Linked DNA regions of Sus scrofa: region 1 is linked to region 2. The links are chromatin contacts, called in public Hi-C maps. All regions are on one chromosome and are shown on one strand. Each heading gives the region's core, a stretch centred on a gene start, on an enhancer-like site or on the middle of the called end of the contact. The rest is flanking DNA. Distances are from core to core; before and after follow the strand shown. Region 1 holds the start of TBCCD1 (TBCC domain containing 1). Region 2 holds the start of ETV5 (ets variant 5).

Region 1 (6,245 bases), core at 2,220-4,719, 460 kb before region 2:
TCCCAGCCAAGACTGACTTAAGGGTCCTGTGCCCGCGGCTGGCAGTTCCTCACCCGGCGATCACGGCCCCGATGAGGTACAGCAGCAACAGGCAGAAGGTGCCCAGGTTCTGCGGGGCCATGGTCTTTCTGAGCGAGCCCCTGCCCCCCGGCACTCCTCACAGCCTCCGCCGCCGCCGCGTCGGCTCGCCAGCCCACCCGGTCCTGAGAAGCCGCCTCACGCCGGGGTCTCCGACTCGGTCGAGACCGACAGCTACCTGGCCCCCTCCTCTACCAGTCCACTTCCCGGGAGTCCTGAGTCCCGGCGAGAGAAGCCCCCGGCGGGTCAGAGCCAATCGCTGCTCTGGACATCACACGCGGCCGGCGCCTCTCAGCCAATCAGCGCAGTACACTTCACCTCCGAGGCGGCGCGGGCGGCCACTTAGGCTTCAGAATTGCAGCCGCAGCTCCCGGCCAATTATAAGGGGAAACGTCAGAGAATCGCGCCGCCGCAGAAATCCTCTCAGCCCCGGTATCTGCGAGTCGGAGAAAATTACGTAAAGATTGCTGGGGAAAGGGTTCCCAGAGCTCGCAGCTCGGGTACACGAAGTTTCCCTCCGCCCGCCTCCTTGGACTCTCCACCAATCACGAGGCTCCACCTCCAGCACTGACCAATTGCGGGAGGGAGGTATTATCTTGGTTACAAGTCTCGGAATTTCATTCATATTGAGCTAGGAGCTGGCCGCTAGGGAGGGGACACTCGCGAAGTGGGCGGAGGCAAAGACTAAACTCCAATGGTATGGCGGACGCAGAGCTTATACCATGTTTTACCTTCTCGGAGTTCCCATTAAGGCTCAGCGCTAACGAACCCGACAAGTATCCATGAGGACTCGGATTAGATCCCTGGCCTCACTCAGGGGGTTAAAGACTCCGAGCTGCAGTGTAGGTCACAGACGCAGCTCGGATCTGGCATTGCTGTGGCTGTGGTGTAGGCCGGCAGCTGCAGCTCAGTTTGGACCCCTAGCTTGAGAACATCCATATGCTGCAGGTGTGGCCCTAAAAAGACAAAAAAAACCCAACAAACACAAAACGAATATATTTTACTTTCTCTAACAAACCCAAGAGAAAACTGTCTCGGTTTGGCAAAGAAGAGGCCTGATGAGAAGAGGCCGTGGAAGCAGACAGACTCGGGTTCGGATTCAGCTTCTACCACTTCCTGGCGGTGAGAGCATGTTTAGTTTCCCCTCCTTGTCCTCGGATCAAGCGCAAACTTCCTTATCGACAAACCTGAGGCAAAGTGTTTACTGGTAGTGTTGTGAAATTTTAATAGGAGAAAATCTGTAAACCATCTAGTACTGGCACATAGTAAGCACACAAAGAATATTAATTACAGTTAAGAGAATACTAATCCCCCACCCCCGGGCTTAGTTTTGCTCATTTCAGTAAACGCACCACCTAGTTGTTCACGTTAAAACTTTGTCTTCTTTGATACCTCTCCTCTATCCCCTATTCAGAGCTTTACCTTGAAACCATATCCTGAATCTTGAAACCATATCCTGAATCCGTCTGCAAGTCTCCATCTCCACATCTCTGAGCCAAGTGATCTCACATCATCTCCCATGTGGCAAGGGCTTCCTAAGTGGTCTCCCTGCCTTCACTCCTAGTTATCTTAGCTTCTTTTCTCACCGCCTCCCCTTTTTCTGCATGATTTTTAACAAACATGTCAGGTCATGTCATTTCTCTACTTAAAAGCTGTGGATGGCTTTTCATTACACTTAGAGTAAGCTCCCAACTCTTTATGCTAGCTTATAGAAACATTTCTCAATAAACCTGGGGGAAAAAGAACAAAACCCTTATATGATCTGTACCCTCACCTAGTACATACTCCTTACCACCTTTCAGCAAGACACTTTTCCTTTCTCTCTTCTGAATACACCAAGTTCATTCCTATAGGGGCTTTGTTCTAGCTGTTCTCTTGCCTAAAATGCTTTTCCCTCAGATCCTAACATAGGTGACTCCTTTTTAAACTCAGATAACAGCTTAAATTTACCACCTCACAGAAGACTTCTCTGACCAACCAATCAAAATTAACCCCTACCAAGTCCCTATTCTTATATTGCCCTATTTTTTAAAATTATTTTCATCCTGTCCCCATTACTAACACACGCTGGAATGCCAATTTCAGGAGAGCATGAATCTGGACTGTTCTGTTCACAGCTGTCTAGAACAGCAACTTAGAACAGAGCCTGCCACAGAGTATAAACATCCCTTCCACTGTGATCTTCCTGTGCTGGTTTCTTATTCTTCAAGCCTCAGCTCAGATTAGATATCCATCCTTTTTCCCAAATTTCGTAGCACTTACTAATACCTGGAGTTTTTTTTTTCTTTCTACAGTCACACCTGCAGCATATGTTAAGTTCCCGGGCTAGGGGGTCAAAGCAGAGCTGAAGCTGCAGGCCTAGCCACTGCCACAGCCACACCAGATCCCAGCCACATCTGCAACCAAACTCCACAGCTTGCAGCAACACCAGATCCTTAAACCACTGAACGAGGCCAAGGGTCGAACTCCAATCCTCACGGATACTATGTCGGGTTCTTAACCTGCTGAGTCACAATGGGATTATTCCATTTTATTTTCCTAATGTATTATCTATTCTCCCTGTTAAAATATACACTCGAAGAAAGCAAGGACCTTATCTAGTTTGTTCACTACTCTAAATCCTAGTGCCTAGCACTGAGTCAGACACAATACAGAGAGGTAAGAGGTAGACCAGGTTACTGCTTTCAGGAAGATGCCCTCTAGAAGAGAGAGGCCACAAAAAAGAGAAACTAAATTGCATCTTATGGTCTTATTTACCTTTGTACCTTCCACGCCTAGAGGCCATAAACGAACTAAGAAAGCAGGAAATGGCCAGAAATCATAAAATGGAGGTTAGAGGAAGAAGTGATGTTCTTCTGCTGGGTGAAAGCCAAAAAGCTTCTTGAAGGCGGCAACATGGTGGAAAAGCTAATATACAGTTAAGGAGATAACCTTGCGGGCTCTCGCTTCAGAGAGTCTGGGTCTGTATCTTAGCTAGTCTCTGGCAGTGTTACTTTCACCTAAGTCCTAGATTCCTTATCAGTAAAACAAATGTACTTCCCTTAGAGGGCTCTTAGGAATGAGATGAAATAAGTAAAGATGCTTTAATCGGTGCCCCGCCCACAGTAAGCCGTCATTATCATAATCATTACTGATCAAAGCGTGCTGACCTTACCAGCAGCTAAGTGGCTGACCACAGCTCTGTGGAGCAATAGAAAACTACCCTGAGTTGAAAGGCGCGACACCAGAAAGCGATGAGATCTAGCTACAAGTTCCAGCATCCAGCACTCGAGGTCAAGAGTTTCCCAGACCGCGGAAGAAGCACTGGGCCTCTCTAGCAACGTAGTCCTCCGGAGCTCATTGGTGCCTTACGCATGCGCAGTGGGTGAGCAGCCGGCACTGGGCGGGTCTGGCGTTCGAGGCGCGGCCGCTTACGGAGAGGTTCGGCGGAGCGGCCCCTGCCATCGCAGGTAACCGCGCGCAGTTAGGCGCAACGGAGGGCGGGGAGGGCCGGTCCCGTTTCAGGCTTGGGCCGGGGAGGCCAGCTTCGCGTTCTCCGGGTCTTGGGTCCGCTACAGACCCAGTCGGCTGGGGCTTGTCAGTTCTCAAAATCCGATCACCCGGGCGGCCCACCCGGCGTCCGGTCCAGGACCGCGTCCTACCCTGGACAGCGGCCAAAGTGGTGGCCAAGCCACGGGAGGGAGGCTCGGGCCTCACGCCCATCTCCCCGCCTGAGAAACCTGGATCCCAGCGCATCCCAGGGGAGCTTTTGAAGAGGGAAGGAACACCAGTTTAATGTTTACGAATTTAGCCCACTCGAATTTGGTGGTTAGAATAGAGAGTTCTTCTCCAGGACCTGTCCTTTGATTGCACTCTTCAGGGGCGGAGGTCAGTACTTCACAGAGCAGCCTAAGATCTTCCTCACAGAACTTTCATTGTCTGGTATTATTAAGAGCGACGCTAAGCCATTCCCAAGTTCAAAGACAGCTACCATTTATCCTGTCACTCCCATCTTTTGGGTTCATGGTTCCATGACCCTTCACCTGGCCCTTACCTGGCCTTCTATTTAAGGCCACTCATTCTGGTAATTCTCTTCTGTATTCACTCCCGTTTTCTAGATTCTCCCACAACTGAGTTCCTAAAGCACATTTGTATAAGTAACAGTTCTCAAGTCAAACTTGAATTCTAATCCAGGTCTCTGCCAATTCCAGTATGTGACTTTGGGTAAGTTCCTTGACTTTTCTAAGCCTCGGTTTTCTCTTCTGAAAATAGGGAAAATCATATTTATCTGTAGGTAGTTATGAGGATGAAAGGAGGTGAAGAACATAAAACATTTAGAATGCTACCCGGCATATAGCAAGCACTCAATTGACGTCATTTATTTTTTGAACAGGTAATTCCCAAAAGAAACACAATTTTTAGAGTAAATGTAAGACATAATGATAGGAATAAAACATTTTTCATCCATTCATATAAAGGTTTTTTTTTTTTAATGATCTTAATACTGAGGTGTGTGTTTTGAAGATGGTACCTTGATCAAATGATGGAACAATATGATAGCATTTTGGAAAGTAATGGAAATATATGTCACGAGCTTCAGAAGTGTCAGTTACTTCTTTTCATAAATGCACATCTGAAATTTTTCTCCGGAAAGTAATCATAATGCAAAAAATATACAGAAAGTGGTAATTATACCATCATTTATAATAGTGAAAACATTTAACTTTTTAGAGTAGAAAATTTTAACATACACAAAAGTAAAGGTAGTAGTAGGTTCATATACCCTCATGTGTTCATTATTCAGCATCAACAATGGTCAATATTTTGCGTATCGTTTTTGTGAAAAATTTTAAATCTACAAAGTGTCTGAAAATAGATCAATTGAATAAACTGGAATACATTTATTTAGAGTGCTATTAAGCTTTTAAAATTATATAGAACTGTATTACAGAATATATGGTATCATCACAACTGTGAAAATTCAAAAGCTAACATCCAGTCTGTAGGAAAAAAAACATGGATAGGAAATACAGTAAAAATATTAGCTAGTTTCCCTTGGTGTTTGGACTGTGGATGATTTCCCTCCCTTCTTTTTAGGTGTTTTATAAATATTCCATGAAAATTATATGTTGTTGTTAGAACAAACAATGAACAAAAGCAAAATCTAAAAATATTGTACCTGAGTTTCTTGTTGTGGCTTAGCGGACCCAAAAGAGTGTCCATGAAGATTTGGGTTTGATCCCTGGCCTCACTCAGTGGGTTATGGATTTGATGCTGCTGTGGCTGTGGCATAGGCCTGCAGCTGCAGCTCCAAATGACCTCTAGCTAGAAAGAACATCCATATGCCAAAGGTGCGGCTGTAAAAACAAAAATTAAAGAAAAATATTGTGCCTGAATTAAGGATAATAGACTATGCCAGAGCCACAGGAGGTTCACCATTATAAAGATGCTTTAACTTCTCTTGATCTTTTTTTATAGCCTGTGTTTATGTGAGCATTCTGGTCTGCCACCTGGTGCTAGTGCTTCATATTGGGCTCAAATTGTTAGCTAACATGTTCAAATCTTTATAATCAATCAGCCTCTATATGTAAATTATTGGACTTTGAAATTTTATTCTCTTTTTTTGGGCCATGCCTGCAGCATGCAGAAGTTCTGGGGCCGCGGATCAAACCCACATCACAGCATTGACAAAGCTGGATCCTTAACCCACTGAACCACCAGGGAACTCCTCTTATTTTGACTAGTGTTTAAGCAAGATTTCTGGTGATGGGATGGTTCTTGTTTCCCATTTCTTCTTTTCTTTGTCATGAGCTGGGATCTATCTCTTACCTCATGCATTTACACATGCTCCCTAAAACAACTGCTTCAAACAATTCAAGTGAGACAATTCTGTGTTATCACAACTTTTTTCTTGCTCAAATATATTATAAATCTATTCTGCTTCTGTTTGCTGAACTAAATCCACTTTTAAAAGTGACACTGTACATTTAAAAACGGTTAAGGGTGGGGTCACCTTACAAGAAGATGTGTAAATGAATTGGTTTGTGTGAAACTTTGTTTCATAGGTATGCAAAGAAGCCTTTTCACACAGATGTCCTCAGAGATAATATGGATCAGTCCGGAGTTCTCCTCTGGGTAAAAGCAGAACCCTTTATAGTGGGCGCATTGCAGGTCCCCCCTCCGTCCAA
Region 2 (5,827 bases), core at 250-2,749:
TGAAGTCCAAAATTTCTTGGGCTATAAATGACTGAGAGCCCATAAGTGGAAGCAGAAAAAGGTGGGCAAATTTTGACCTAAATTTTTTTTTTCTTTAAAAAATCCACACTGCATTCCCCACGGTGGTGGTAGGAGGCAGCCCCAGTGTCGGCAGGGCCAGTCTTTACTAGGGGCTCTCTCCTCCCCCCACCGCTGGCGCACGAGGTGAATGGCAGGGCACACCAGCAGAATGAGAACAGAAGAGCTCCTTCGCAAGTCCCAATATCCTGGGGGAGAGCAGAGAGTCATCCCACGGCCTTCGCAGAAGGGGGCAGAGGGGGCGGAGAGGGGAGAGGATTGCTTGTTTCCTGGAACACCCTGTTAAGAATCTGAGCAATTGCAGTTAGTGCCCGGTCGTTTGGCAAGAAGAGTAGCTTCTCCTCGTTCCCAGCTGCACGGGATCTAATTCGCAAATGCACCATCTTGCATTCAACACTTAAATGGAAAACAAGCAGGCGATCTAACTCTGCAAGCCCGCTTCGGAGGGATTTATGTTTCTAGGTCGGCGGACCGGTTGGTGTCCTCCCCAGAGAGGATTTCTTTGAGTGCCGACCCTCTCACATCCCGGATCCAAAACCCACTCTGGCGGTTATAAACTGCAATTAAGCATGGGGAGAAAACAGGATTTGGTTGGGCCTTGGGCCTGCCAGTATAAAATAGTACCTAAAAGCTGTTTGAGAGCTCAGATTTTAAAGGGAGATACTGCTTTTTCTTCCCCCACTGGAAACCTAGTTAAAGGAAATTAAGGCCTCTCTTAAAGGTAACTAAGATTAGAGGGCTCGGTTTCCGTTTTCTGTGTTTCTATGGGCCGAACGCCCAGGTCGGTCAGCGAGTTTCTCTCCGGGTGGAATGACAGATTCCTCTCGCCTGAATTCTAAAATGATAACTTCTCTTGGTGCTGCAGCTGCGAACGACCGGGGCTCAGCGGCCCAATCCCGGCAGTGGTGTTGCTGGGAGGGCTGGGAGTGGGGGTGGGGAAGAAGTAAGGGTGAATGAGGAAGGGGAAAGAGCCAAGCTTCGGTGAAAAGTTGGGAGAGCTGCAAGGAGAGAAGTAAAGGCGGCTCTTAGAGGCCCTCGGCCCCTTTAAGTGCTTCACTGACTCAGCTAAGCTTCCCCCTCAGGTCGCGTTTTTTATGAATGAAAAACGTCCTTACATTCATTATATAAACAAGCCTGTGCTGATTGGCCAATGGGCCCCAGATGCATAAATTATGTAAAACAGACCCCTGAGGGGGTGGGGAGGGACGTGCTGTTGACCAATGAGGACCAGAGTTGATGGGGCGGCTTGGCTGGATTTGCCCGCAGACAGGGTAAACAAGAGGTGATGGGCAGCCGCTGGAGCGGCCTCGGGCCAATGGGAAAACGGCTGGGCTACAGCCGCGGGCCAATGGCGGTGGGCAGAGCGGCGGGCCGCTGGGGGCCGGGCCAGCGCTCCAGCCTGGTTGGCAGCTGCAGCGCAGAGTCCAGCCGCTGGTGCGCGGAGCGGTTTATCGTCTCCGGAGCGGTGCGGCCCAGCCATTCGCCTAGGCACCCAGGCCCGGTGCGCGCGTGCGTGAGCGCGCCTGCGCCCCGGGGCCGCTGCAAGGGGAGGAGAGCCACCGCCTCAGGTGAGGGGGCGTCGAGGGACAGAGGGTTTTTGGAGCGGGTGTCTTGGAAGGGCCCAGCGGGCGAGAGTTCACTGGCTAATTCAGAATCCTCAAAGTCGGGGTGCACTTTCTGTGGTGGCTGAGCCCCCTCCCTTCCAGGGCTGACCGCCCCCTCCTCTTGCGGCCCGGTCCGGTCCGGTTCCTGAGAGGCGTCGAGCGGAGGCGGCTAACGGTTCCGGAGCGCGCAGAGAGCGGGTTTCCGCACGTCGCGGGGGAGGCGCGCGGGAGCGCGAGGTGCGGGGGCTCCCGGGTGGGGATGGAGGGGCGCCGAGTTGCCGGCTTTACCATCTCTGGAGATCTGAGAGTCCGGAGAGGACTTGGGGGCTCTGGAGAAGAGGTACTCGGCAGAGGTTTGCAGTGAGGAGGGGACCTAAAGCAGCTTTGGGCGAATGTTTGAGAGGTGATGCACCCCCACCCCAGTACCAGGAGAGGTTAAGTGACATGTGCAGCCTGCGAGATTTGGGGTCGGCCGGGAACTTAGGCAGGCCTTGCAAGTTTCAGGTTGTGGAAAGTGGACACCAGTCCCCCACTCCCACCCCAGCAGACCAAGGGCGTCAGGCTGCACGGCGATTCTCGAGAAATCGGGGAGCATCAGAACCGCGGCCTGGGGATGGTGGAAAAGAAGGAAAAAAAAAAAAAATGCGGAGGGGGATGGAGAGATGCCGGAGCCTCCTCGCGCTGGATTAGGGATCTGACCGCATTTTCAGAGGGGAGGAGACCTCTGGGGGAAACTGAACTCTTAATTGAAAAGGGGTACCAAAGAGAGATGTTTGGAAGGTTTTTCTAGCGGGGGTGGGGAGGGGGGGATTGGAGGCTGTTGGTAGCGCCCGGCGCCGCAGCTCGTTTTTATGAATGTGGGTGACTTTATGAATGAAGCGGGTTTCTTTCGTTGGCTCGCAGCTCCCTGCGGCTTTTTTTCTTTGCTTTTTTGTGAATGAAGCATTGAGCTTTCCTCCTAAAACGCTGGGGTGAGGGGCCTGCGTCGGAGGCAGGGCGTGCGTTGGGAGTGGGGGCGGGGGCGCATCCAAAGGAGTTTTCATGAATGGAGAAGGCTGGGAATTGGGTGGAAGTGTGTCTTGTTTTGTGAATGGGGCCCAGTGCTAGGGATCCAGTTACAGCCTTTACCTGATGTGGCGGCTGCGGCTCGCTCTCCCATTCATAAAACCGGGCCCGCTGCGCGCCGCGGGGGAGGGGCCTCGATCGGACCGCTGCGTTGTGTTAAAGTTTTTCCTGGGGGCACCAGGCGTGGTGTGTGTGTGGGGGGGGGGGGGAGCACAAAGGAAGTGGTTTATACTCCTGGATGAATTCGAGCCTTCCCTTCAGGCTTTTTTTTTTTTTTAATTTATACTTTGAACAAAATTTTTCTAGCCCTTGAACTTTGAGAGTTGCTTTAAAGACCCTCGATGCCTCTTTTGGATGCGCTTCTGGCACCTACTTTCTTTCATTTAATTTTTTAAAAGATTTTTTTTTTCCTTCATAGTGAAGTAGTTTTGCAACGCATTCCATTGGTAGACTCTGAAAAGATCTCCCCCTCCGATCTCCTACCCGTTGTCGCCTTCTCCCAATAGACATTTACAGAATTTCTAAGGCCACGATTTATTTAATCGGACAGATTTTTGAAGGCTACAAGGAACTCCTTTTCTTGCCCCTCAACTCAGATTCTGTTTACGGGTTGTTGACATTTGGGAAAGAAGCTCTATCCTGAACGTTTTAGCGCTGTTTGGAAGGCAGGCAGGCAGGCTAGCCAGAGTGTTTTTCTAGGAAGTTATGAACTGTGCGCAGTTTTGCTCCTTTTCCTTTTTCTCTTCGACTTTGAAAATATCTTATTACTTGGATCAAAGTGCTGAGAGGAGGCTGGCCGTGAAGCGTTTCCTTGTATCTTGCTAACTTACAAAAATTTGATATGCTTCACACAGTGTGAAAAACAAATTGGATGGAATTGCCCACTGAGAAAATGTTCCCTATTTAAGATTTGTATATGAGTTAAATAAAAGACTTATCTTTAAATGTGTGGCACTGCTTAGAGCTAGGCTGTATGAAATTAACGTTTCCCCCATTTTGTTGACTTAACTGTTTTTGTTTGAAGAATACAACAAAGTGTTCAGGAAAATGGCACCTTCCTAAAATTGTTACTTTATTCATCTCAAATTAGAAAAAGTTCCCTCCTCTCCATTTTGACCTCCAACCTCTCTTCCCAGCCCCAATGCCTGACAAGTGCTGAAACAAGTTTATTTATTTTTTTTGTCATGTTGGAGAAAAATTGACTTCACTATAATAAACTGAATTTTCTTTCCATGGATCTTTTGCTTTTAATGCGTTTTAAAGAGCTGTGGTAGAGATGCATTTAAAATATGTGCAGTGGAATTTAGTTTTATGCATTACTTTTCATAGCTCGTTTATTCTTTTAGAAGTTGGAGATATCACAGATATCTCTGTAAGTTGCCATGGAGATATCTGTCACATTACAGACACTACACCTGTTTGGACAGAAGGTTTGGGTTTTAATAAGGAGCTGTGTATGAAGATAAGTGGACATCTGATTGATGTATTCCTGAAACTAAATATAGTGTTTTACCACTGACCTACAAAATACTTTTAGAAACAGTATGTATGTCAGATTCTTAATTGCAAATAATTTGGAATGCTTAAACCCAGTTTCTCTGCTTCCTGTCACTGTACTGTCAAAAATTAAATTATGTCTTAAAAAAAAAATAACACCACAAATACCCTGGGGAATCTTCTTATGGAGAGAAGCATGAAATCAACCTTTTAAAATGAAAAATAAGGGATGTGGGGGGGGGAGGTTTAGGGGACAGATAGTAGTAAACCTATAATCTTAATGATTAAATAAAAGAGAAAAATTAAGGGAACGACTAGGTAAATGGATTTGGAACTAAGTCCACCATGACTCTTTAATGTCCTTAATCAAACCCAGAGTTAGTCTGTAAAGCTTACACCTTGAGTGGTCTTTTAGTACCTTAGAGAAAGGTAGTGATTTTGCACAGGCCCTAAAGAAAAAGCAACATAAAATTACTTTCTCTCCCCCCACTTTTAGTTAAAATCTCCCAAATTCATATTACAGGAGGATCCCTTTCCCCCCAGAAATTACTCAATGCTGAGACCTTCCAAAGTGACATTGGAGACGTTGGAAGCACCATGGATGGGTTTTATGATCAACAAGTCCCTTTTATGGTCCCAGGGGTAAGTTTATGTGCTTTTGGTTTGTTTGGTCCTCCCTCCTTCCTGGATTGTGGCACAGCCCCCTTTGCACCCCTTTATTACTCTTGCGTCCTCACTGTCTATTGGCCGCTTTCAGAAATCTCGATCAGAGGAGTGTAGAGGGCGGCCTGTGATTGACAGAAAGAGGAAGTTTTTGGACACTGATCTGGCTCACGATTCTGAAGGTAGGGAAGCTGTCCCCTCTGTTGTGACTTGCTCAAATGGCTCCCAACAAAAACTTACCTCTTCTCCCCAGAAGAGGAATTCTCATTCTGGTGTCTTCTGTTTTCAATTCCAGAGTTGTTTCAGGATCTCAGTCAACTTCAAGAGGCTTGGTTAGCTGAAGGCAAGTTTCTTGGCTGTCCTATTTTCCACATAAAACATTTTATTGTGCTTTTTAATAAAACTTAAAATGTCTAAAATAAAAATCTCTTTTCCAGCACAAGTTCCTGATGATGAACAGTTTGTCCCAGATTTTCAGTCTGATAACTGTAAGTACCTTTCTAGTGGTGGCACATGTGTTCTGAAATTGTCTAGTCTTGGATCATTTGTGTCTAGAATATTCTTTTCAGTTGTAGACAGCATATTTGGACAGTGGGATGCATTTGGTTTCTTTTAATAATTCAATGCTACCCCTCCCCAAAATTTGTTTCATTCCCTATTGAAATTATTTCTAAGGTGCTTTTATTTTATCACAGGTAAGATTTACAGAACAGAATTCCATATTAAAGTTCTGTTTGCCTAAGATTTTTGCAAGGCTTCAAGCTCGAAATTATAACTTAATTGAAATTATAAGATGTTGGACCAAGCATCCATTAATCGGACATTATCTTACAATGGTTTTGGGGGGTTTGTTTTATAAATTAAGTTCTTAATGTGAATCATAAGCCTGACATTTTTTTCCCTTTAAAGGTGCAGAAAAT

Evidence for each region. Hi-C and Micro-C count contacts between places; a contact is called where the count stands out from the background.
Region 1: a Hi-C map of skeletal muscle shows a contact between it and region 2, with 4 times the contacts expected there. The contact joins the promoter of TBCCD1 here to the promoter of ETV5 in region 2. A contact is called at or near these places in 3 of 47 Hi-C or Micro-C datasets (heart right ventricle, liver and skeletal muscle).

The regions. Positions count from the first base shown.
Region 1 is chr13:124,385,042-124,391,286 of Sscrofa11.1, reverse strand. TBCCD1 (TBCC domain containing 1) reads left to right here and starts at 3,469. Exons shown (of 7, transcript NM_001243469.1): 1 at 3,469-3,527; 2 at 6,123-6,245. The coding sequence starts at 6,166. It overlaps DNAJB11 (DnaJ heat shock protein family (Hsp40) member B11), which reads right to left and starts at 317. Exons shown (of 10, transcript NM_001244346.1): 1 at 54-317. The coding sequence starts at 121.
Region 2 is chr13:123,925,829-123,931,655 of Sscrofa11.1, reverse strand. ETV5 (ets variant 5) reads left to right here and starts at 1,499. Exons shown (of 13, transcript NM_001243025.1): 1 at 1,499-1,646; 2 at 4,768-4,886; 3 at 5,002-5,089; 4 at 5,203-5,250; 5 at 5,345-5,395. The coding sequence starts at 4,842.